Regions from separate parts of the Mus musculus genome. Here all the other regions are linked to region 2. A link is a contact called in public HiChIP or PLAC-seq and promoter capture Hi-C data. All regions are on one chromosome and are shown on one strand. Each heading gives the region's core, a stretch centred on a gene start, on an enhancer-like site or on the middle of the called end of the contact. The rest is flanking DNA. Distances are from core to core; before and after follow the strand shown.

Region 1 (3,431 bases), core at 114-2,613, 430 kb before region 2:
GTGTCACCAAGCAGTGGTCCCAGCGGCAGTGACTCCTCAGGAGGCAGTTCAAGCAGCTGCAGCCCTAGTCGTTGCCTCAGTTTACCTCCTAGTACTCCATGCTCCCTTTGAGCTTTAGCCAGGTCCAGAGCCGGAAGACCAGCGCCAGCACCTTCCCCGGATGCCAAGCTCTCGGGGACACCCCGGATCAGGGCATGGGAACAACGACCCAGCCCCTCCCCCGGCGTCCCCATCACATCCACACCGAAGCCCCTTCCAGCCAAGCTGTTTTGTTTTTTCTCTTGACTTCACTGGTCTAAGAGAAGAAACAGAAAGGGGTGGGGGTAGAAGAGAAAGACATGCAAAGAAGAGAAGGGGTGAGTGTTAAAAGCTCCTAGGTCTTCCTCCTGCCATCTCCAGGCGCCCCTCCCACTCTGCCCCACCCCCTCCAAACCTTCTGGCTCTGTGGACCCCGCTCAGCCTCCTTTCACCGGGGATCTGCTTTAAGAGGCGCCCAAGGGAACAAGACTTGGATCCTTAATCTCCCAAACACCTGTTGCCCCTGCTCGGGGCTCCGCTAGGTCCCTGCCCCGCGCCCCTCCTGGCAGCCGCTAGGATGCGCTCACTCCCCAAAAATGCGGCGGCCCCGCCCCCTTAACCCTCAGCTGCTCGCAGCAGGAGGGACCCAAAGTCCTGCCAGGGACCCGCAGAGGTTATAGGACTGGAAAAGAAAACTGGGTGGTGAATCAGGACCTGGGGTGTGAAGTCCCGTATGCTCGAAGGAGAAAGGGAAACGGGCGCAAACCCGAGGAACTAGAATCTAAGGAGTTAAGCATCCTCTCTCTCCACCCCGGGTCGTCACGCTGCCCTTCGAGCGACCCAGTACAAACCAGACTTAGTCCCGGAGGACTGGGAGAGGTCTTAAACGAAATCTGGAGGGCGGAGAAACGGGGGAGGGGCGCGGCGTGGAGCCACTCCAGGCTTCAGAACTCCGTACCCCTGTCCATCTTCTAAAGTCTACCCCGCCCAGCTCTTCGCCCAAGTGCAGGTTATTCGCACACTCCGTCCGGTGCAGGGACGTATGCAGCACCCCCAAACTCCAGTCTCCCCATACCGTTTCGGAGACAGCCCCCTCTTCAGACTCACCAGCGGCCACCTCCACTCCTGCAGCCTTGTGATTTCAGCCTTGGCCCCACCCCCAGAGGAGAGAGTTAATGAAGATGGGAGTCTGAGTCCTCAAGCTGGAGAGACGGATAGCTCGGGCTTTTGAGGGGTTCCCAGGGTAGGCGAGCTCACGTACGACGATGGGGCGGGGGCGCGATGGTCTGGCGGCTCCGGGGCATTGTCTAAGCGGGACGGGGCGGGACCTTCTAAGACCACGCCCATTCCGCCCTGCTAGGCCGCGCCCATTCCTCCAGGGCTGAGTGCCCCCCTTCCCTGAACTCAGGCACCGCCCCCAGAGCAGTGTCCAGGCCCACCCTGATCCTGCTAGCCCTGGCTGTGGGGTTACAATCGCGATGTGGACCACGAAACAGCCCTCTTATGGACAGATACAAAACATGGCAGCCCCTGTACAAACACTCCCCTCCCAAATTCCCAGCAGTTACACTGAGCTTAAAAGATCACTGACCCTTCTCTTCATTTGGAGCCCACTACACTTTAAGCCGTCTTTGTGTAAAAACAACACTAGATTTTTTTCCATTCTGTATTTTATTACTGAAATGCGTTGTCCTACCCACCCCATCCCAAAATAAAAATCTTACCCTTGTCCACTATCCTTTGCCTTATCCCACAGCCCCACCCCACAAGTGCCCCGGATTTCCTGCCCACTGGCAATTTCGGAGTGTGTCCATTATGCAGCAACGTGGAAGCCCCCCGAAGCCTCTGTGGAGAGCACAGAGTGGGTGAAGGACCCTTTAAAAAGTGCTCATTTGAGAGCCCTGGCCACTTGCTCATAGGCTAGCTCTATCTCTTCATCATCTGGACAGGTGGAGGCAAATTCTTCCCGGGCATAAGCGTTGCTCAAGTACCGATGCACTCCACGGAATGCCTCTGGGATGGTGAAGCCTCTGTACTTTTTGCACACCACCTAAAGGTTAGAGAGAGGTCAGTGTGTTAGCCCCAGGGAAGGCATGCTTGCTTTGCTTTGAAGCTGTTGAACTTTCTCTTCCTTTAGGGTCTGCCAGGTAAAAAACAAAAACAAAAAACAAAACAAAACAAACAAAAAACCGAGCCCTGTCCAGGATGCCAGACCAATGAACTTCGATTCTTACAAGCTTTTTTGCTGCCGTTCTTTTGAGATAGGGTCTCTCTGTGTCACGCAGGCTGGATGATCTCTGGAATGGTATTACAGACATGTACCCTGTGCCTAGAGTCTTTAAAAATTGTACTTTTAGATGTTATTTATTTAGGCTTTTCAAGACAGGGTTTCTCTGTGTAGCCCTGGCTGTCCTGGAACTTGCTCTGTAGACCAGGCTGGTCTCAAACTCTGGAATGCACCCATCTCTACCTCCTAAGGGCTGGGATTAAAGGCGTGCACCACCATGCTGGCTAGACTTATTTTTATTTTATGAGGATGGGCGTTTGTTTATTTGTATGACTGTGCATCAGATCCTCTGGTCTGAGTTACAGATGCTGTTAGGTGCCATGTGGGTGCTGGCAACTGAACATGGTCCTCAAGAAGAGCAGTCAGTGCTCTTAACCCCTGAGCCAGCCCCTCTAGAGACTTCTCACCGATTCTTTCCCTTCCATCCCCATCCTCACTACCCCCTCCCCCCCCACACACACATCACAAGATGGGGTTTCTCTGTGTAAACCTGGCAGTCCTAGAACTCACTAGCAAGTTCCATGGTCACTAAAACTAAATAGAAAGACCCTGTCTCAAGAAACAGATAAAGAGAGAGACAGGCTAAGAAATGGCTCAGTGGTGAACACCTGCTGTAGATGTTTGGTTTCCAGCGCCCTCAGTGGGCAGCTCCAGTTCCAGGGGATCTACCACCGCCTTCTGCACTCCAAAGGCACCTGCACTCACGTGTGATTAAAACTGAATATATACAGAGGCAGAGACAAACACAGGCTAGGGTTGTGGTTAGTCCTGGGCTCCATTATCAGTAAACACACACACACACACACACACACACACACACACACACACAGAGAGAGAGAGAGAGAGAGAGAGAGAGAGAGAGTTGGCAAAGAGTAAACATTTTTGTAGAGAACTTTGTCTCCTTTTCACTTGACTTCTTTCAGGTCATCTTTTAGTACCTTGATGTGGATGGGTTTTTTTAATTGTTTGTTTGTTTTATATTTTGTGCATTGGTGTTTGACTGCATGTATGCCTGAGTGAGGATGTCAGATTCTCTAGAACTGGAGTTATAGACAGTTGGGAGCTGCCATGTGGGTGCTGGGAATTGAACCCAGATCCTCTGGAAGAGCAGCCGGTGCTTTTAACC
Region 2 (3,287 bases), core at 437-2,936:
CACTCTCTCCCAGCTTCCCGCGTGTCCCTGTTGCACCTGCCTCCCTGTCCTCCTAGATCTTATCAGCCCCACACTCACCGTGCCCACCGGATACACAGGGACATAAGCAGTGCACGGCTGCAGCTGCAGCGGGTAGCCCGGCGCCACGTAGCCCCCCAGCGGCAACGTGCCCACCGCCCCCGCGTGCGTGGGAACCACGAAGCCCGGGGCTTGGGCCGTCGGGGCAGGCGCTGGTGGGGGCGGGGCGGCGGCCGCAGGCGGTGGTGGGGGAAGTGGACCCTCGAAGCGAGTCTCCTGCAGATAAGGGTCGGGTGGCATGCGGGGTAAGGTAGCACAGCCGGGTGGGGGAGCCCCAGCGGCGGGGCCGGGCGGGGCATGGTGGGGGGGCCGCGGTAGCGTGGCGGAAGACGAAGGACCGCGTTGAGCACTGGCCGCAGCAGAGGCCAGGCCACCTGCTCCTAAGCGCGGGAGGGTGGCGGTGCCAGACTGGTGGTAATGGTGGTGGTGGTGGTGATGTGAGGATGGGGCCGTTTGTGGGGGCGGGATGGGGGGCTCGGCCGGTGGCTGGGGGGCATTGTAGGGCGGCGGTGAAGTGTGGGGAACCGAGTCTGGAAGGCCTGGCCATGGAAAAGCCGAGGAGAGGATAAGGGGAGAGAGAAGACAGCAGAGATCAGAAGGGTAAGAGACATGAGACAGCAAGAGATGGAGAAAGAGCGAGGGAGATACAGCCGAGACGACATCTCCCATTTTGGGGTCAGGGAAGGGGTTGTATGTAGGCCACCTGGCCCCAATCTAGTTTTGCCGTCACAACTGTCACAGCTCCTCCCAGGCTCCGCTGCTGTCAACCACAACCCTCATTCAGGGTTGTCTCTGAGCCAGCTGTCCCCTCTTCCTGCACATGTGGTCGTGTCACAGGGGTCATGCACGCTCAGTTTAACATTTCCACTTTGCTTCAGGTGGAGTTACCTGGGAATCTCATGGGCCTCCGTTAAGGTCCATGACAAAGCTTCTGGGACTAGGCATAGTGGTTCATGCCTGTAATCCTTGTACTTGTGAAGCAGCCGGGGAAGGGTGAAGAACTGGGAAGTTCAAGACCAGCCTGGGCTACAGAGGGGAATCTCATCTCAAAGAAGAAAAAAAATTGTCTTCTAGATATTACTTTCCCAACAACCCAGTCTGATTAAGTCTCCGTTATTTTTCCACTGGGTGTCTCCATGCCACTGAACCGGTGACTGTCCATCTGTCACTCCCAGGGATGATGTCCCTGCAGAACCTGGCTCTGCCTCCCTTTCCATTTCAAAACTGCACCCCCCCCCCATGTTGTTGACAAGGGACCAAGGGACAGAGGCAGACTGACCCGAAGGAAGAGAAGGATGGGATATAGAAAGGGGAGGGGGTGGGGTATGCATGGAGAGAAGGAATGGAACTGAGCCACACAACATCCCAGAGGGGGTCAAAGAAGGGGATTAGGGCAAGTGGAGGTTAGGTAGGAGATGACAGAGGGGGTTGGGGGAGGGATATATATATATATAGTTTTTTTTTTACCTGACTTTTCTGACGACATGTTTGCAATCGTTGGGACAGGGTCTCTGAAGCTGGAGTCAGGGCCCCCTGACTGCTGGCGCAGGAGTCTTAGTGTCTCAGTCCGGGATGGCGCAGCGGCGGTAGCAGCAGCAGCGCGGAAATGGAGAGATGAAGACAGTGTGTGTTGGGGGGGGGGGGTGGCTGGGGGGGAGCTTAAAGGGACCGAGGCAGGGATGGGGGAGAGCTTCAGAAGTCTCCCCCCGAAAAACTCGGTTTCTCTCTGCTTCTGGACCACCTCTTTCCTCCTCTCACCCTGGCAGTCAAGCCCCCAGTTTAGCTCCCTTGGAGTTGTCATGGAAACCGGGAGGCAAGACCAGGCAAGGCGGGTGGGACTAAGAGAAGGAGGGAGGGAGGGAGAAATCTCTAGAGCCTCTCCCGCAAAGACTCGCTGTAGTGATTATATTGTGAGAAGAAGCCAGCTCAATGGATTTACCACACTTATCTCCAGACCCCGTTCAAGCAGTCCCTGCTCATCCATGGGGTTGCTCCCTCAGTTTCCCTCAGAACATCCTGCAAGATAGTTCTAGGTTTCTCCAGGTGTGAGACAGAACTGTACAAAGAGTGGAACCAAGAGGTTCAGACCCCCCCTCCCCCATATACAGCCTGACAATAGAGGTAAGATGCTGACTGTGGCTAAAGAAAAGGAGAAAAAGAAAGCGCCTGTGGGGGTACACAGGTACCTTCTTTCTCTAGGGTTATAAGAAGCTGAAATGCTTCATCAGAGGGAAGCAAGCTCTAATTGCTTGTTTGTGACAGGCAGGTTTGGAAAAGCGTGCTTGTTGGGGGCTGAAGAGTTCTTGGTCCAGTCAGCAGTCACAACCTCTCCTTAAAGCACTCCCTCTCTCCCCCCTCCTCCTGCCCCAAGACGCAGATCCACCCCCGGAGTCAACCCAAGACACAGCGGTGACTTCCACTCTTTTTATTTGCTTTTTGTGTCTTGTAAGGGCGTGGGTGGGGAGGTGGGGTAAGGATAGGCCCTCTACAGAGGTTACACCAGTTGAGCCTTTTTTGCAGAAACCTAGCAGGAGAATCAGAAACACCCCTTTAGGATTTTCCAACTCTCTCCAGAGACAGTTGCTCTAGGACAAAGCCCCTCTGGTGGCGTCCTGGAGAGCAGTCTCCAAAGCCCTGGCTTGAGCCCGTTCCAGGTCTGAGAAATTTTTACCCACGGCCTCATACCGGTGGTTCTGGTTTTTCAACCGTGCATGGATCAGAGGGAACCTTGGACCCATCCCTCCCACACCATCTTCAATACACGCTTCTGGTTTTATTAAGTTCAGATTAAACAAAGTCCCTGAGTACAGGCCTTGAAGCTCAGAAACCCTGCAAACTTATTTAATTGCTAAGTAAAAGCACTGACGGATAAAGGCTATTCCCTGGCACTCCGGCGCGCCGTAGGGGTCACGGGTAGGCCGAGTGGTGCCAGCGCCCGCAGCGGGGAGGAAGTCTGCCTGCACTGGCAGGGTTTGTGTCGCCAGCAGCCCGCAGGGATCTGAGGAGCAGTTTGTCGGGGTCGCTCAGGATTGAAAGACTGGTGGAAATCCTGTGGTGAGTCCTTGAAGCCCACGGGGCCCCACGCCCATATAAGGTGGGTCCGGGAGGGTGGGTCGTGAATGCGGAGATAAAAGTAGGGCCAGAGAAACTGGGTCAGGCTGCACTTCACTTGAGGGGCCTGGAGGACTCTCGGCGTCTCCGGAGACAAG
Region 3 (3,470 bases), core at 890-3,389, 500 kb before region 2:
CTCTGTCCTGCCTCTGGCCCCATCCACCCCTGCGCTTGGAAAGGGCCCTGTGGTGTCCGTTCTCCACGGTTGCTTTTATTCTATTTTGCTTTTAAAAAGTGGAGGTGGAAATTTAAAAAAAAAAAAAAGTGAGTAAATGTAAAAGCAAGAAATAACAAAAGCTGGTGACTTTGCTGGGCATGGTGGCACATGCCTTTAATCCCAGCACTCGGGAGGCAGAGGCAGGCGGATTTCTGAGTTCGAGGCCAGCCTGGTCTACAGAGTGAGTTCCAGGACAGCTAGGGCTATACAGAGAAACCCTGTCTCAAAAAAACCAAAAAAAAAAAAAAAAAAAAAAAAAAAAAAAGCTGGTGACTTCAATGGTGATGTCCCATTGTCCATTACTGGCCATCCTAGCCAGCCCTGTCTGTCAAGTGTGACAGGAGCTCCTGTGCCTGAGTTTCCTCCCCATCCCTGAGGTCTCTGTGCTTACAATCTGGGTTTCCCCACCTTCCTCCTAAAGGCCACCCCACTATCTTTACCCTTTGCTCCCACCCTCTCCCAGTCACAACATCCTTCCGGGACCTTCCCTCTGCTCCTTGGCCTCCCTCTCCTGCCCCTCACTCTCCCAATCAGCGGTCTCCTCATCTTCAACAGGTTCCCGGAGGCTGACAGCCAGCACCAGGGCCTGCAACAAGCCAAAGAGGCAGGCAAAATGCAGGGGGTGGGCAGTAAGTAAGCTCAGCACAGCGTGGAGCCCATGTAGGGCGGCCAGGAAACATAGCAGCCCATGAAGCCAGAGGCCCACAGGTCCTCGAAGGCCCAAAGCATCCAAGATGGCTCGGAGTGGCCTGGAGCACAGAGCCAGCAGGGCTGTGGCAAGCAGCTCCAGCAGGTGCAGGGTCAAGTTGGTAGAGATCTGCAGGTACTCCTCTGGGTCCTGCAGGTAATGTGAAGGAGCCCCTGGTTCCCCCCGTAACCAACGCAGCAGCTTCTGACGGCGACCAGGTTTCTCCAACAGGGCTTCTGGCCCAATGGTGCCTAGTCTCCCTTGAGCGGACACTCCAAGGTTCTTCACGCCACCTGAATCCACAGGATCCCAGTCTAGTTTGGGAATGGCCCCTCCAGACTCCAGTCTTGCAGGCTCTTGAATGGTAGAGGCAGTCTTGTCCCGCTTGAGGGAATCCATTCTTTTGCTCCCCAGTTGATCCACTTTGAGGTCCCTGCTAGACTCTGGAGCAGCCCCGGGGGGTCTCCGTGTTCCTGAATCCTTGGTCTTAAGGGGCCCCACATCTCCCATGGTCTCTGGAGCACTGTCCCAGTCACTCCCCGAATTCTCCGGGGAGCTGTCCACCCATCTGGGTTCTGGGGCAGGCAAATCAGCCTTTGTTGATTTCTTTCGACCCCAAGGTCGAGGTAGCCAGCCACCAAGCCGTCGAAGGAACATGACTGAGCTGTGCAATGCGCTTCCCAAATCTGTGACCACTTCCTGACTCTGCGTAAGATTCTCAGGATCTCCTCCGAAGCCAGAATCAGTTCCGGTTCAGAAGAGGTGTCTGCTTGGTGATATTGTCCTACTCTGAATTCAGAAAGGACTCACACAGCCCCAAGTGTGGTAAATGGCCTGCTTCCGTGTCAGTCTAAGGGAAAAGAAATCCATTTGCCACCCCACACACTAACAAGACTTCTAGAGCCCGATAAGGCCAGGGTCACCCCCACAATGTTCTGTGCTTTCAGATTTCCTTCCCAGCAGTCAGCACCCCAAGTTTCACTCACCAAGACCACATCCCAAGGTGCCCCAGAAAGGGGAGAGGTGGTGTTCCATTGAAGGAAAGAAGGTGGTGGCCCAGGGTCCTTCGGTCCTGAAACTGAGGAACCTTCAAATCGCTGCCCAAGGGAGCTCAAGGAACAGGAAGTCTCTGTTGAGAGGAAGACGGGATGGAAGTGTCTAGCGAACTCCAGTCAGTTAAGTGCATCCCTTAACTTAGGAAGCTATCATTCCAAAAAGTGGCCCTACTGTCCCGCGAGGGCGCAGCTGAGACGCGGCCTCCGCAAGGTCAGAACAGAGATGTCCTTGGAGATCGCAGACGCAAGACACAGTACAGGCCTACCTGGGGACCCAGGCGTCTGGGTGCTCGCGCAGCGAGTAGCTGTGGGGCCCAGCGTCCGGGGAGCGGCCTCCGGGAGCCGTGCGAGCCCGGAAGCAGCTGTACCGGGTCGGGAGGGACCAGCGGGGGCGGAGCTCCGCAACCCGTGAGGCGGACTCGACAGAGCGACCTCCTCCGAAGCCCCCGCGATTCACTAGCGCAGGCGTAGAGAGAGGACCACCTAAGACCAGACCCTGAGCACGAACCCGGGTTCGGCTGCTCACCTCCCAGACCTTCCCGCCGCTGACACTGGTTAGGTATTCTAGCCCTTAGTTTGGGATTTTTTTGTTTTGTTTTTCAATGTAACTTTAGCTATCTTGAATTAGCTCGGTAGACCAGACTGGCCTTGAACTCAAAAGAGATCTGCCCGCCTCTTGTCTCCTTGATTAAAGGCACGCTGCACCACTGCCCAGCTTTGTTTTTAAGGACAGGTCCCCTATATATGTAGCTTAGATCCATATATATATATATATATATATATATAGCTCAGGATATATATAGCTCAGGAAAGGCTTGGACATATGTTGCCCAGACTGCCTTTGAGTCGATCCTCTTGCCACTGCTTCCCTGTGTGACGATTCCAGCCTCTCTGTGGTTCTTTCTCACAACCCCCGCCATTCCTCCATTTCTCACCTGAGATATCTTGTAATGCTGGTCCAGAAAGGTAAATAACAGGAGCCACGTGATTTAAGCAGCCGCCCTTTGGCCTTCCAGACTGGGATTTGAAAGCTTTCATGTTCCTAGCACTCTGTATAAGCATCTCAAGGGATTGGGGGTGCCAAGTACGTAAGAGAAGTGTAGAAAAGCATATTGCCTGGTTTTCAGGGAGTGAAATGATCTCTTAGGACTGCCTTAAGCCTTGGAATCCTAACTCAGTAAGCAGGTATGAAGCCCTAGGTTAAGCCCCATGTAGCACTCCAGAACCAGTTTTAGCTGAGTTTGATGCCAGCCTGGTCTACACATAGTGAGAGACTGTGTCTCAAAAAACAAAAAGAAAAAAAGTTCATCTTGAACTTTTTATCTGGGAGGTCAGAGCTCTGGTCACAGCTAGAATGTCACACAGGTTGGATGACATTAGTTGTATTGGCCAATCCTGCAGGACTCTACTTCCTCTCTGGGGACTTTTAACTTCCCTACCACAAGGTATTACACTTCATCACAGCTGGCTTCCTCAAGTTCAAGGTTTGTATCAGGCAGAGCAGAGCAAAGTATCTTTGGCTTTTCTCCCAATGTCAGCAGCATCTTTTGGATGCATCTTGTCTTGGAGAGGGGCCCCACCCAGGGTCTTCCCAGTGTTAGGCAGGTGCTCTAACCAAGCTATGCCCGCCCCTCTCCAACACATAG
Region 4 (3,544 bases), core at 804-3,303, 370 kb after region 2:
TGCTTAGCCTCCCTGAGCTGGCGCTGACAGGGGCCTGAGGTCACAGCAGAGCCAGGGGTCAGAGGGCAGCTGGGCCTCATGAGGCAAAGGGCAGAGGGCAGAGGTGAGACAGGAGGGAGACTCCAAGGAGGCGCTAGGTGGTGCAGGGCAGACGGGAGGAAGGAGGCCATGCAGCTCCTCAGGCGGGAACTCTGCTCCGCGTCCCCTCACGGCCCGCCGCGCTCCCGCGGGACCCGCCGCGCTCACCAAGCCGCCGCAGGGAGGTGTGGGTCTCCGGCCCCTCGTAGTTGTGTCTGCACACCGTGTCCAGCTCGGCCCGCGTTCGCTCCAGGATCTCCGGCTGGCTGTTCCAGTACTCGGCGTCTGGCCGCCCCAGCTCGGTCACCGCGCGGTGCTCGCCCACGTCGCTGTCGTAGCGCACGTACTCCTCCCGGTTGTAGATGTATCTGGTCACATATCGTATGCGCTGCGTCCCGTTGGTGAAGTAGCACTCGCCCATGAACTGGTACACGAAATGCCCTGCGGACGGACGCGGTCAGCCCGGGGGACAGCGGGGACCACGCAGACCACGGCTCCCCGCGGCCCCACCCCGCGCCGGCGCTTCCCGCGTGGGGCGACCGCTCTCTGGGGACCGTCGGGCCTCGGGGCCTCGGGCCGGGCAGTCTCTTCGCCGCCCCCGCCCGTGAGGACCCCGCTTCGGCGGAGCACCGGGCGACGGTTCGACCCGGGGTAAGGAAGAGGAAGGGAGGGATGGGGCGACCGGGCTCGTCCTCACAAGAATACGCCTCAGGAAACGCAAACGGTACTTGGTACATTTGAAAAAAAAAATAATAATAAAACTAAGGGACACCAAAAGTTGGGTGGTAGAGGGGGGGGGATGGGCCTGGGTAGAGTTGGAAGAGGGAGTAAATATGACCAAAACTGTACGAAATTCTCAGCGAACTAATAAAACTAGGATACAAAAAATAAATAAAATATTTGCCAGTTTCTGCTACCCCACCCCCACCCTGTGGGACTCTCTCCTGTGTGCAAAAGGCCCTGACCCCCTAGGGGGCACTCGTTCTCAGGAGAGCCCCGACTACAAAACCAACAAATGGGAATCCAGGCAACCTCTGAGAACTGCCTGCTTGCACGGTCACTCCAGGCATCTTAAGGGTAACTGCGAGACTGAAGACACCTCTATGGCTTAGGGGACTGGGGCTTTATTTACTCTCTGGTCTCCGAACGAACTAGGACACCTCCGCTCACCCCAGGGTATGTATCACATATGTCCCTTCTGGGCCTAGTGTTTTCTTGGAAATTCAATTTACTAACTCAGTGTTTGAGTTCTGGATTCCATTTGACCAAAAAAATTAGGTTTCTTGGTCACTGGCTTCTCTCTGAGTTAGACGCCTAGAGTTCGCTCTCTTAAACCTCCACTCCACATGAGGAGTTGTCCGCAAACATCGGGACCACAGACCATCGCTGATCTGTTTCCCCACTTCAGAATCTGGCATTTCCTCCAGACAATGTACGGGGTGGGGGTGGGGGGCACTGGTATTGTAAGCCCTGTACGGGGGAGTGGGTGGGGGCACTGGTATTGTAAGCCCTGCTGTCTCCCCATGCACAACCCTTATCTTTGGTGGTCGATTTAAATTCTGCCGCCTCCTCCTCCTCCTCCGTTTATATGTCAGGCTCGCACCGGCGGCGGCACCATCCTAACTCAATATTAGAACACAGAAGTGAGAATGGAGTCTCACTCTCTCTTCAGAGAAAGGAAATCTATAGTAAAATCAGGATTTTGCCACCCCCTCCCACATCCCAGAGTCCCCAGGGTCCCTCAGAACACGACCCCCAGAGTGCTGGCTCTGGAGAGCCCTGCCCCCGGCACTTACTTTCGGAGTCTCCGCCCTCAGTCCCTGGGCTGCTCAGCACCATCAGCACCACCACAGCAGCCGAGAGGAGGAGGCTGGGGATCTGCAGAGCCATCTCTAAGGCACAGGTAATGGCAGTCACCAGGACTCACACCTGCTGTGCCCCCTTCAGAAAGCAAAGTTCTGTAGCCTGGAGTGATCTGAAATCCCAGAGTGTCAGGGTTGGTCCCAAGTGAGGAACCAATCAGCATTGGAGCTGAAGTCTGTCATCTGTCTCTGGGTAGACTTTGTTTACAAAGGCTCTCTATGCGCGGCATGGTCTGTTTCTTCATGAGCCCCACTGGATGAACGTTTGAGGTGACTGCTCCTCTCAGTTACAGAGTAAACTTTTCTAAACTGCAGACTGCCTGTGTTTGGGGGTTTAAAGAGAAAAGTGCGTGAAGTATAGACAACTTTGGGATAATTATTTCAAATCTACTGTTCTTACACTTGAGGTTGTAGTGGGAGAAATGAGTGTGACATGTATTAAGAGACAGAGAAATCATGTTTTGTTACATCTGACCCTCTGGGGTGCCTCAGGTGAGAAAGCAGAGTTCTTGGGGAGTCGCTGAGCCTCTTTCCAATCCTGGAATTCTCTTTGTAAAATGCAAGCCATGTTCCCTGAACTGTATTCTAGGTTTTGATAAGCTCACATGGAAGAGCAGTGTGATGTGGTTAATAATGGAAAGCATTGAGCTGTCCTGTGTACATGTTGGAAATGTCAGGTTAATGTGTGTCTCAGCCCTGCTGGCTCATGCACCTTCCCCATGCAGGAGTCTTCTACATTCACGATATTCCAATGAAAATACAGAAGTTGATCAGCCCAACGTTGCTCTTGTGGATTCTTCTGCTGTTTAAATCCTCCATAACCATGATGTCAGCTAAGGAAAACTCCACAACCTTTTAGGGCTTCCAGATCCAGCTGCCTGGAATTTCAAGGACAAAAGGCTAATGGTGTAAAATAGCAGTTTCAGGAAGGGACAGCCATAGGTTTGTCACACTGTGCCAGGCTGAATAACAGAGTCATCAACTTGTGCTTCAAATACATCTCTCCTCAGGTATACACTACTAAGTCTAATTGTCCATCAGCTGGAATGGTACCTGACAAATACCAAATGACTAAACAATAAGTCTCTTTCCCTGAAACTACAACACTATCTCTATTATTTTAGATCCTAGTTAAACAGGGGTCAGGACCTGAAAACAGAGTTGATGAAGGAAAAGGGAAAGACGTAGAGTTGGGTAACAAGACCATCCCGTGGGGGCTCCAGCAGCGCAGGTGAACTGCAGCATTCCAGGGTCCACACTGGCACCCTGATGTAGAGAACCAGAGAGGGACCGCACTGGGCTCTCACCATCAGCTCTGCTCAGGACAGACACAGATCTCCTAAGCCTAGGCAGGGAGCATGCAGGAGAAACATCAACTCAGATGTGGAAAGGGTTAGCAGACAAACATGGCCATTCAGGGACCATGGCAGTGGATGCTCTCAGGGTCCTCAGCCCCCACGTCAGACCTCCACACAATAATCTGCAGCCTCTGCCTCTTCTACACCTTCCCTAAGATGAAACCTAATAGGCTGTGTCCTCGGCTGGGAAGAGAAGAAGCCTGTGCAACACAGGGGATTTCCAGCTCTCCTAGGCCTCTTCACACA
Region 5 (3,226 bases), core at 377-2,876, 330 kb before region 2:
TAGAGGAGCAAGAGTTTAAGATCAGCTTTGGCTACACAGTAAGTTCAAGGCCAGCCTGGGCTATGTAAGACCCTATTTCAAAATAAAAGAAAAAAAAGTTTAATATGAAAAAGATGTGTGTATGTGACAATTAACAGTCTCTCTCTGCTATGGGTGTTATCTACGTTGTTTTTTTTTTTTTTTTTTTTTTTTCTGAAAGAGAGGCTCTAATGTAGCTAAGGCTAGCCTCAAACTCTTCATCCTCCTGCCCGCCCCTCCAAAGCATGAGGATTACAGAGGTGGGCCACCATACCCAGTAACCTCATACTGTGGTTTCAAGGCATCTGACTAGGGGGTCTTTAATTCCTACACAGGAGGAGAAAGGAGGGGCAGAGAAGGAGAAAAGGGGACATCACTGACAGCTAAATGTACTTATAATTAAAAGGGAGAGGGTAGACCAGGCATAGAAAGTGATGTTTAGGACAAAAAGCTAATAGGGTGAATTAGTAGGCGGGCCCCAACACCCAGGCTTAGGATCTCACCGGAAAGTTCGCAGGGCACTGTGAGGCAAGATGCTATCAGAGGATAGGGCACGCCATCTCTTCTAAAAGAGGTGAACAGACAGAGACGGCAGACACAGACAGAAGAACCAACGAACTGTTGATTAACCTGACCTTACTACAGCAGAGCACAGACCCTACAGTGGTGCTTGGCAAAGAGCAATTTTTATTTAATCTTTTGAGATAGGGTTCCTCTATAACGGAGGCTGGTCTTGGACTCTCTACAGTCCTTCTGCCTCACCGTCTATGGAAAGTTTTTTCTTACTAATGTCAGGCTGCAGCCTGAGGCAAAGGGAGTGGCTACAGCCTGGCACGGTCGATTAAGCCCTGCTCTCCGGGTCCTGGGACACTTTCCTTTTTCCTCTTTTGAGTCACAGGTCCTCCTAACATGAGAATCAAGTATTTTCACGCTGATTTCCTTATAAAATTGTGAGAACTCCATAGGCGATGTACCGCCTACTCCTACCTTAACCGTGATGTAAAGACAGCAAAACAAATGAACTATACTGCAAGATCTCTTCTATTTCCCTATTCAAACCTAAAATGAAGAGGGAGGGGGAGACATGGACAAGCAAGCATTCCACAGGCGCCCCTGCCCAACGCTGTCACTCAAACCAGGACCCAATCACAGACTTTTTAGCCAAGCCTTATCCCGCCTCTCTTGAGAAACTTTCTGCGTCCGCCATCCTGTAGGAAGGATTTGTACACTTTAAACTCCCTCCCTGGTCTGAGTCCCACACTCTCACCACCCAGCACCTTCAGGAGCTGACCCTTAACAGCTTCACCCACAGGGACCCCGAAGTTGCGTCGCCTCCGCAACAGTGTCAATAGCAGCACCAGCACTTCCCCACACCCTCCCCCTCAGGAATCCGTACTCTCTAGCGAACCCCAGAAACCTCTGGAGAGTTCTGGACAAGGGCGGAACCCACAACTCCGATTACTCAAGGGAGGCGGGGAAGCTCCACCAGACGCGAAACTGCTGGAAGATTCCTGGCCCCAAGGCCTCCTCCGGCTCGCTGATTGGCCCAGCGGAGAGTGGGCGGGGCCGGTGAAGACTCCTTAAAGGCGCAGGGCGGCGAGCAGGGCACCAGACGCTGACAGCTACTCAGAATCAAATCTGGTTCCATCCAGAGACAAGCGAAGACAAGAGAAGCAGAGCGAGCGGCGCGTTCCCGATCCTCGGCCAGGACCAGCCTTCCCCAGAGCATCCACGCCGCGGAGCGCAACCTTCCCAGGAGCATCCCTGCCGCGGAGCGCAACTTTCCCCGGAGCATCCACGCCGCGGAGCGCAGCCTTCCAGAAGCAGAGCGCGGCGCCATGGCCAAGAACACGGCGATCGGCATCGACCTGGGCACCACCTACTCGTGCGTGGGCGTGTTCCAGCACGGCAAGGTGGAGATCATCGCCAACGACCAGGGCAACCGCACGACCCCCAGCTACGTGGCCTTCACCGACACCGAGCGCCTCATCGGGGACGCCGCCAAGAACCAGGTGGCGCTGAACCCGCAGAACACCGTGTTCGACGCGAAGCGGCTGATCGGCCGCAAGTTCGGCGATGCGGTGGTGCAGTCCGACATGAAGCACTGGCCCTTCCAGGTGGTGAACGACGGCGACAAGCCCAAGGTGCAGGTGAACTACAAGGGCGAGAGCCGGTCGTTCTTCCCGGAGGAGATCTCGTCCATGGTGCTGACGAAGATGAAGGAGATCGCTGAGGCGTACCTGGGCCACCCGGTGACCAACGCGGTGATCACGGTGCCCGCCTACTTCAACGACTCTCAGCGGCAGGCCACCAAGGACGCGGGCGTGATCGCCGGTCTAAACGTGCTGCGGATCATCAACGAGCCCACGGCGGCCGCCATCGCCTACGGGCTGGACCGGACCGGCAAGGGCGAGCGCAACGTGCTCATCTTCGACCTGGGGGGCGGCACGTTCGACGTGTCCATCCTGACGATCGACGACGGCATCTTCGAGGTGAAGGCCACGGCGGGCGACACGCACCTGGGAGGGGAGGACTTCGACAACCGGCTGGTGAGCCACTTCGTGGAGGAGTTCAAGAGGAAGCACAAGAAGGACATCAGCCAGAACAAGCGCGCGGTGCGGCGGCTGCGCACGGCGTGTGAGAGGGCCAAGAGGACGCTGTCGTCCAGCACCCAGGCCAGCCTGGAGATCGACTCTCTGTTCGAGGGCATCGACTTCTACACATCCATCACGCGGGCGCGGTTCGAAGAGCTGTGCTCGGACCTGTTCCGCGGCACGCTGGAGCCCGTGGAGAAGGCCCTGCGCGACGCCAAGATGGACAAGGCGCAGATCCACGACCTGGTGCTGGTGGGCGGCTCGACGCGCATCCCCAAGGTGCAGAAGCTGCTGCAGGACTTCTTCAACGGGCGCGACCTGAACAAGAGCATCAACCCGGACGAGGCGGTGGCCTACGGGGCGGCGGTGCAGGCGGCCATCCTGATGGGGGACAAGTCGGAGAACGTGCAGGACCTGCTGCTGCTGGACGTGGCGCCGCTGTCGCTGGGCCTGGAGACTGCGGGCGGCGTGATGACGGCGCTCATCAAGCGCAACTCCACCATCCCCACCAAGCAGACGCAGACCTTCACCACCTACTCGGACAACCAGCCCGGGGTGCTGATCCAGGTGTACGAGGGCGAGAGGGCCATGACGCGCGACAACAACCTGCTGGG
Region 6 (3,102 bases), core at 423-2,922, 400 kb before region 2:
GGCTTCCTGACCCACTCATTGCTCGTGGCAAAGAGGTAATGAGCACCACCCCACCTCGGGCCCCCTCAAGTACACTGCTCCTCTTGCTAAGTTTAAGATTGACTTATCTTATGCATATGAGTGTTTTCCTTGAATTTATATAAATACACCACATGTGCCTGGTGTCTGTGGAGGTCAGAAAATGACATCAATCTCAGGACACTGGAGTTACAGATGGTTTGTGAGCTGCCAGTGGGTGCTGGGAATTGAACCCAGGTTCTCTGAGAGAGCAGTCAGTGCTCTTAGCTGCTGAGGCATCTCTGCACCCTCTTTCCTGTTCCTCTTGAAACTCTGGACTTGTAGGCCCACAGGACTTCTGACCCTCATTTCCCCTCTTCCCTAACGTCCTCACCCCATCCTCCCTGTGCCTCTGTGCTAGGTCTCAGACTTGATCCGCAGTGGGAAACCCATCAAGGCCACGAATGAGCTTCTGAGGAGGAACCAAATGGAAAAGTGAGTGGGGCCTGCCATGCTCCCCACAGCTCCTGTGTTCTCCCTCACCTGGCCCCAGCCATCTTTCTGCAGCCCCGTGCTCTCTTCCTCCTCCTCCTCCTCCTCCTTCTCCTCACCAAGTCAGGTGTGGCACGGGCACGTGCCTGTAAGCCTGGTGTTCAAGGCCAGCCTGAGCTACATAGCAAGACCTTGTCAGAAAACGACAAACAAAACCAACTCAGTATCCATGGCTGCTTTTGAAACGCTTGGCTCTCCAAGGCTGCAGTTTCCCGCACAGACCCTCCCCTCTGTCTGCATAGGGAGTTGGCGACCCAGCAGCCACACTGTTCTGTCTCTCCTGCAGCTGCCAGGCACTGGTGGATACGTTTCTAAAACTGGACTTGGAGGATCCCACCCTGGACCTGGACATTTTCATTAGTCAGGAAGTGCTGCCCGCTGCTCCCACCATCCTCTGAGAGTCCTCCCTCGCCTCCCAGCTACCTGAGCCCCGGGGCCTACCATGCCTTTTCGGGTTTTTTTTTTTCCCTTACTGCAGAGTTCTCAGTTTGCACATTGTGTCTTGTGCTAGGAATAAAGCTTATTTTAGATCAAGGTGTTTCCTTAGGTCACCCAACAGGACATCAGCTGGGACAGGGGGAAGTCACTCAAATATAGTGACAGTTGGGCTGGGCAGATGCTCAGTGATTAGAGGCACTGACTGCTCTTGCAGAGAAAGTGGCTTTGGTTCCAAGAACCACATGGTGGGTCACATCTGTGTGTCACTCCAGTTCCAAGGGATCTTACACCCTCTTCTAGTCTCAGGGGCTCTGGGACACATGGAATACACATAAGCTCATGGACACACACATACACATAAACTAACAAGTAGATAATTACATTTAGTCAGGAATGGTGGTATAAATAAATAAATGCAGGTACGATGGTGCAGACCTTTAATTCTACCACTGGGAAGACAAAGGCAGGTGGAGCTCTGAGTTTGAGGCCAGCCTGGTCTATATAGTGAGTTCCAGGCTAGCTAGGCTACACAGGGAGACCCTGACTCTAAATAAAACTTTAAATAAATTTAGATTCTGTCCTTGGGACTCAATGAGGACAAGCTACTTCCAACAGACTATACAAAACAAAAACCACAAAAACAAAAATGAAGGTTGACACACAGTTTAAGGGAAGCTATCTGTTGCCTTAAGAATTATCCTGGCCTCACAGGCTGAAAGACAAGGCAGGATGGGTAGAAGATGGGTTGGGGAGGGACCAGCCCCGGCTCCGCCCTTCCTACTTTAGAGCCATGGAGAGCCCAGGTCCTGGTGGGCCACCCCTGGTGCAAGCGCCCTACACTGTTCTGCTGCTACCACTGGGGACAAGCCGCCAAGACCCAGGAGCCCAGAACTTCTTCCTCTGGGTGAGTGCGAGACCAACTCAGTCTTGGGACATCCCCTCCCATGATGTACCCTGCATATATTTCCTCTCAACTGAGGACCCACAGACTTTCCCTCTGTATTCCTTTGTTATTCAAATCCTTAGTGATCAGATAGTGAGCCCTTTAGAGGAGATTGCCATACCTAGGGTCCTGCTGGGAGTGAGTCGTTTTGGCCTGTGTCTCCTCTAAGCCAGCTGCAGATGATGCAGGCTCTGGAGAGGGAACAAGATGCTCTGTGGCAGGGCCTGGAGCTGCTGGAGCATGGCCAGGCCTGGTTCGCAGACCGGCTGAGGGAGACCCAGCAACGGCAGCTGCAGCTGGGGGCCCTTGGCGAGGTAGGGGGCAGCCATCTGTGCACGGGCTGGGGAGGGAGAAGCAGGGAGCACGTGGACCTCAAAGGCTGCTCTGGGAAGGGGAGGGTTAACGGGCAGGGCACATGAACTGGAATAGCATTGGAAATGACAGGACAGCCACCAGTGTTCATTGTGCTGGAAGAAGTGGTCTGCATTCCATTCAGAGGGACTCCATCTGAGCACCCCACAGAGAATCAGAGAGTGGCCTGGGTGTCTCTCACTGGGCGGGGGGGGGGGGGGGGGGAGAAGACCCATAAGGAACAGGAGTGGGGGTGGGGTTCCAGGGTGGGGGTGGGGTTCCAGGTAGTTTGAAAGGAACTGACTGCAATTTTAAGAGATGGAGGTGGAGTGGTGGCCCACGCCTTTAATCCCGGCACTTGGGAGGCAGAGGCAGGCAGATTTCTGAGTTCGAGGCCAGCCTGGTCTACAGAGTGAGTTCCAGGACAGCCAGGGCTACAGAGAAACCCTGTCTCCAAAAACCAAAAAAAAAAAAAGATGGAGGTGGAGAGAGAGGGCTGGCCTTTCCATCTGTCTGGAAGGGTTCTGGGAGAAGGGAATCTGATGAGAAGAGTGGCCCGTGGTGAGGAAGTGGCAGGAGGACCTGTCTCCAGCACTCGGTCACCCTCCAACCCTGCCTAGGACTTTCTGATGGACTTGCATTCAGAGACTGATGCCCCTCTGCTAACCCGGATTCAAAAGGTGAATGCTTGTCTGCACAGTCTGATTCACAAGGTGAGTTTATTAGTTTTAATTTCTAGACTTCGGGGACGGACGGGGCTTTTGGAGTCGTACTGATTTAGCCTCGTCCATATGCACTGGCTGACTCCCACACAGTCCAGG

Evidence for each region. HiChIP or PLAC-seq counts read pairs in DNA pulled down with a chosen protein or histone mark. Capture Hi-C pulls out chosen DNA fragments and counts their contacts.
Region 1: a contact with region 2 is called in an HNF4G HiChIP or PLAC-seq map of pancreatic cancer cells. The contact joins the promoter of Ddah2 here to the promoter of Prrt1 in region 2. A contact is called at or near these places in 3 of 39 promoter capture datasets (the SN4741 cell line, cranial neural crest and second pharyngeal arch cranial neural crest), 1 of 15 datasets of contacts at CTCF or cohesin (the NIH/3T3 cell line), 2 of 484 Hi-C or Micro-C datasets (CD8 T cells and embryonic stem cells) and 2 of 115 datasets of contacts at active chromatin or transcription factors (embryonic midbrain and pancreatic cancer cells).
Region 3: a contact with region 2 is called in an HNF4G HiChIP or PLAC-seq map of pancreatic cancer cells. The contact joins the promoter of D17H6S53E here to the promoter of Prrt1 in region 2. A contact is called at or near these places in 17 of 39 promoter capture datasets (the 3T3-L1 cell line, the HPC-7 cell line, cranial neural crest and 9 more), 4 of 484 Hi-C or Micro-C datasets (cerebral cortex, embryonic stem cells, muscle stem cells and 1 more), 9 of 115 datasets of contacts at active chromatin or transcription factors (embryonic forebrain, embryonic stem cells, extraembryonic endoderm stem cells and 4 more) and 1 of 9 other capture datasets (adipose tissue).
Region 4: a contact with region 2 is called in a promoter capture Hi-C map of liver. The contact joins the promoter of H2-Ab1 here to the promoter of Prrt1 in region 2. A contact is called at or near these places in 5 of 39 promoter capture datasets (cranial neural crest, hematopoietic stem and progenitor cells, liver and 2 more), 4 of 484 Hi-C or Micro-C datasets (the N1E-115 cell line, adipose-derived mesenchymal stem cells, embryonic fibroblasts and 1 more), 5 of 115 datasets of contacts at active chromatin or transcription factors (bone marrow-derived dendritic cells, bone marrow-derived macrophages, cardiomyocytes and 2 more) and 2 of 9 other capture datasets (embryonic stem cells and liver).
Region 5: a contact with region 2 is called in a FOXA1 HiChIP or PLAC-seq map of pancreatic cancer cells. The contact joins the promoter of Hspa1b here to the promoter of Prrt1 in region 2. A contact is called at or near these places in 6 of 39 promoter capture datasets (the 3T3-L1 cell line, embryonic stem cells, hippocampal neurons and 2 more), 11 of 115 datasets of contacts at active chromatin or transcription factors (T-cell acute lymphoblastic leukemia, bone marrow-derived dendritic cells, bone marrow-derived macrophages and 6 more) and 4 of 9 other capture datasets (adipose tissue, liver, macrophages and 1 more).
Region 6: a contact with region 2 is called in a FOXA1 HiChIP or PLAC-seq map of pancreatic cancer cells. The contact joins the promoter of Sapcd1 here to the promoter of Prrt1 in region 2. A contact is called at or near these places in 4 of 39 promoter capture datasets (cranial neural crest, hippocampal neurons and liver), 3 of 115 datasets of contacts at active chromatin or transcription factors (embryonic stem cells, microglia and pancreatic cancer cells) and 1 of 9 other capture datasets (liver).

What each region holds. Positions count from the first base shown.
Region 1 is chr17:35,056,967-35,060,397 of GRCm38.p6, reverse strand. Ddah2 (dimethylarginine dimethylaminohydrolase 2) reads right to left here and starts at 1,363. Exons shown (of 7, transcript NM_001190449.1): 1 at 1,126-1,363; 2 at 1-295. The coding sequence starts at 233. It overlaps Clic1 (chloride intracellular channel 1), which reads right to left. Exons shown (of 6, transcript NM_033444.2): 6 at 1,679-2,068. The coding sequence ends at 1,907.
Region 2 is chr17:34,627,963-34,631,249 of GRCm38.p6, reverse strand. Prrt1 (proline-rich transmembrane protein 1) reads right to left here and starts at 1,686. Exons shown (of 4, transcript NM_030890.2): 1 at 1,546-1,686; 2 at 79-617. The coding sequence starts at 1,564. It also overlaps a transcript of Ppt2 not described here.
Region 3 is chr17:35,125,071-35,128,540 of GRCm38.p6, reverse strand. It overlaps D17H6S53E (DNA segment, Chr 17, human D6S53E), which reads right to left and starts at 2,139. Exons shown (of 3, transcript NM_033477.2): 1 at 2,091-2,139; 2 at 1,756-1,898; 3 at 1-1,619. The coding sequence starts at 1,426. The coding sequence ends at 545. It overlaps Gm20522 (predicted gene 20522), which reads left to right and starts at 2,198. Exons shown (of 3, transcript NR_168268.1): 1 at 2,198-2,383; 2 at 3,226-3,308.
Region 4 is chr17:34,261,736-34,265,279 of GRCm38.p6, reverse strand. H2-Ab1 (histocompatibility 2, class II antigen A, beta 1) reads right to left here and starts at 2,053. Exons shown (of 6, transcript NM_207105.3): 1 at 1,875-2,053; 2 at 247-519. The coding sequence starts at 1,968.
Region 5 is chr17:34,957,638-34,960,863 of GRCm38.p6, reverse strand. It overlaps Hspa1b (heat shock protein 1B), which reads left to right and starts at 1,626. Exons shown (of 1, transcript NM_010478.2): 1 at 1,626-3,226. The coding sequence starts at 1,857.
Region 6 is chr17:35,026,586-35,029,687 of GRCm38.p6, reverse strand. Sapcd1 (suppressor APC domain containing 1) reads left to right here and starts at 1,672. Exons shown (of 4, transcript NM_023893.4): 1 at 1,672-1,891; 2 at 2,104-2,244; 3 at 2,902-2,994. The coding sequence starts at 1,778. It overlaps Msh5 (mutS homolog 5), which reads left to right. Exons shown (of 25, transcript NM_001146215.2): 23 at 1-35; 24 at 419-492; 25 at 836-1,083. The coding sequence ends at 947. It overlaps Gm52318 (a long non-coding RNA gene), which reads right to left and starts at 2,140. Exons shown (of 2, transcript XR_003952415.1): 1 at 2,052-2,140. It overlaps Vwa7 (von Willebrand factor A domain containing 7), which reads right to left. Exons shown (of 17, transcript NM_138582.1): 17 at 2,947-3,102.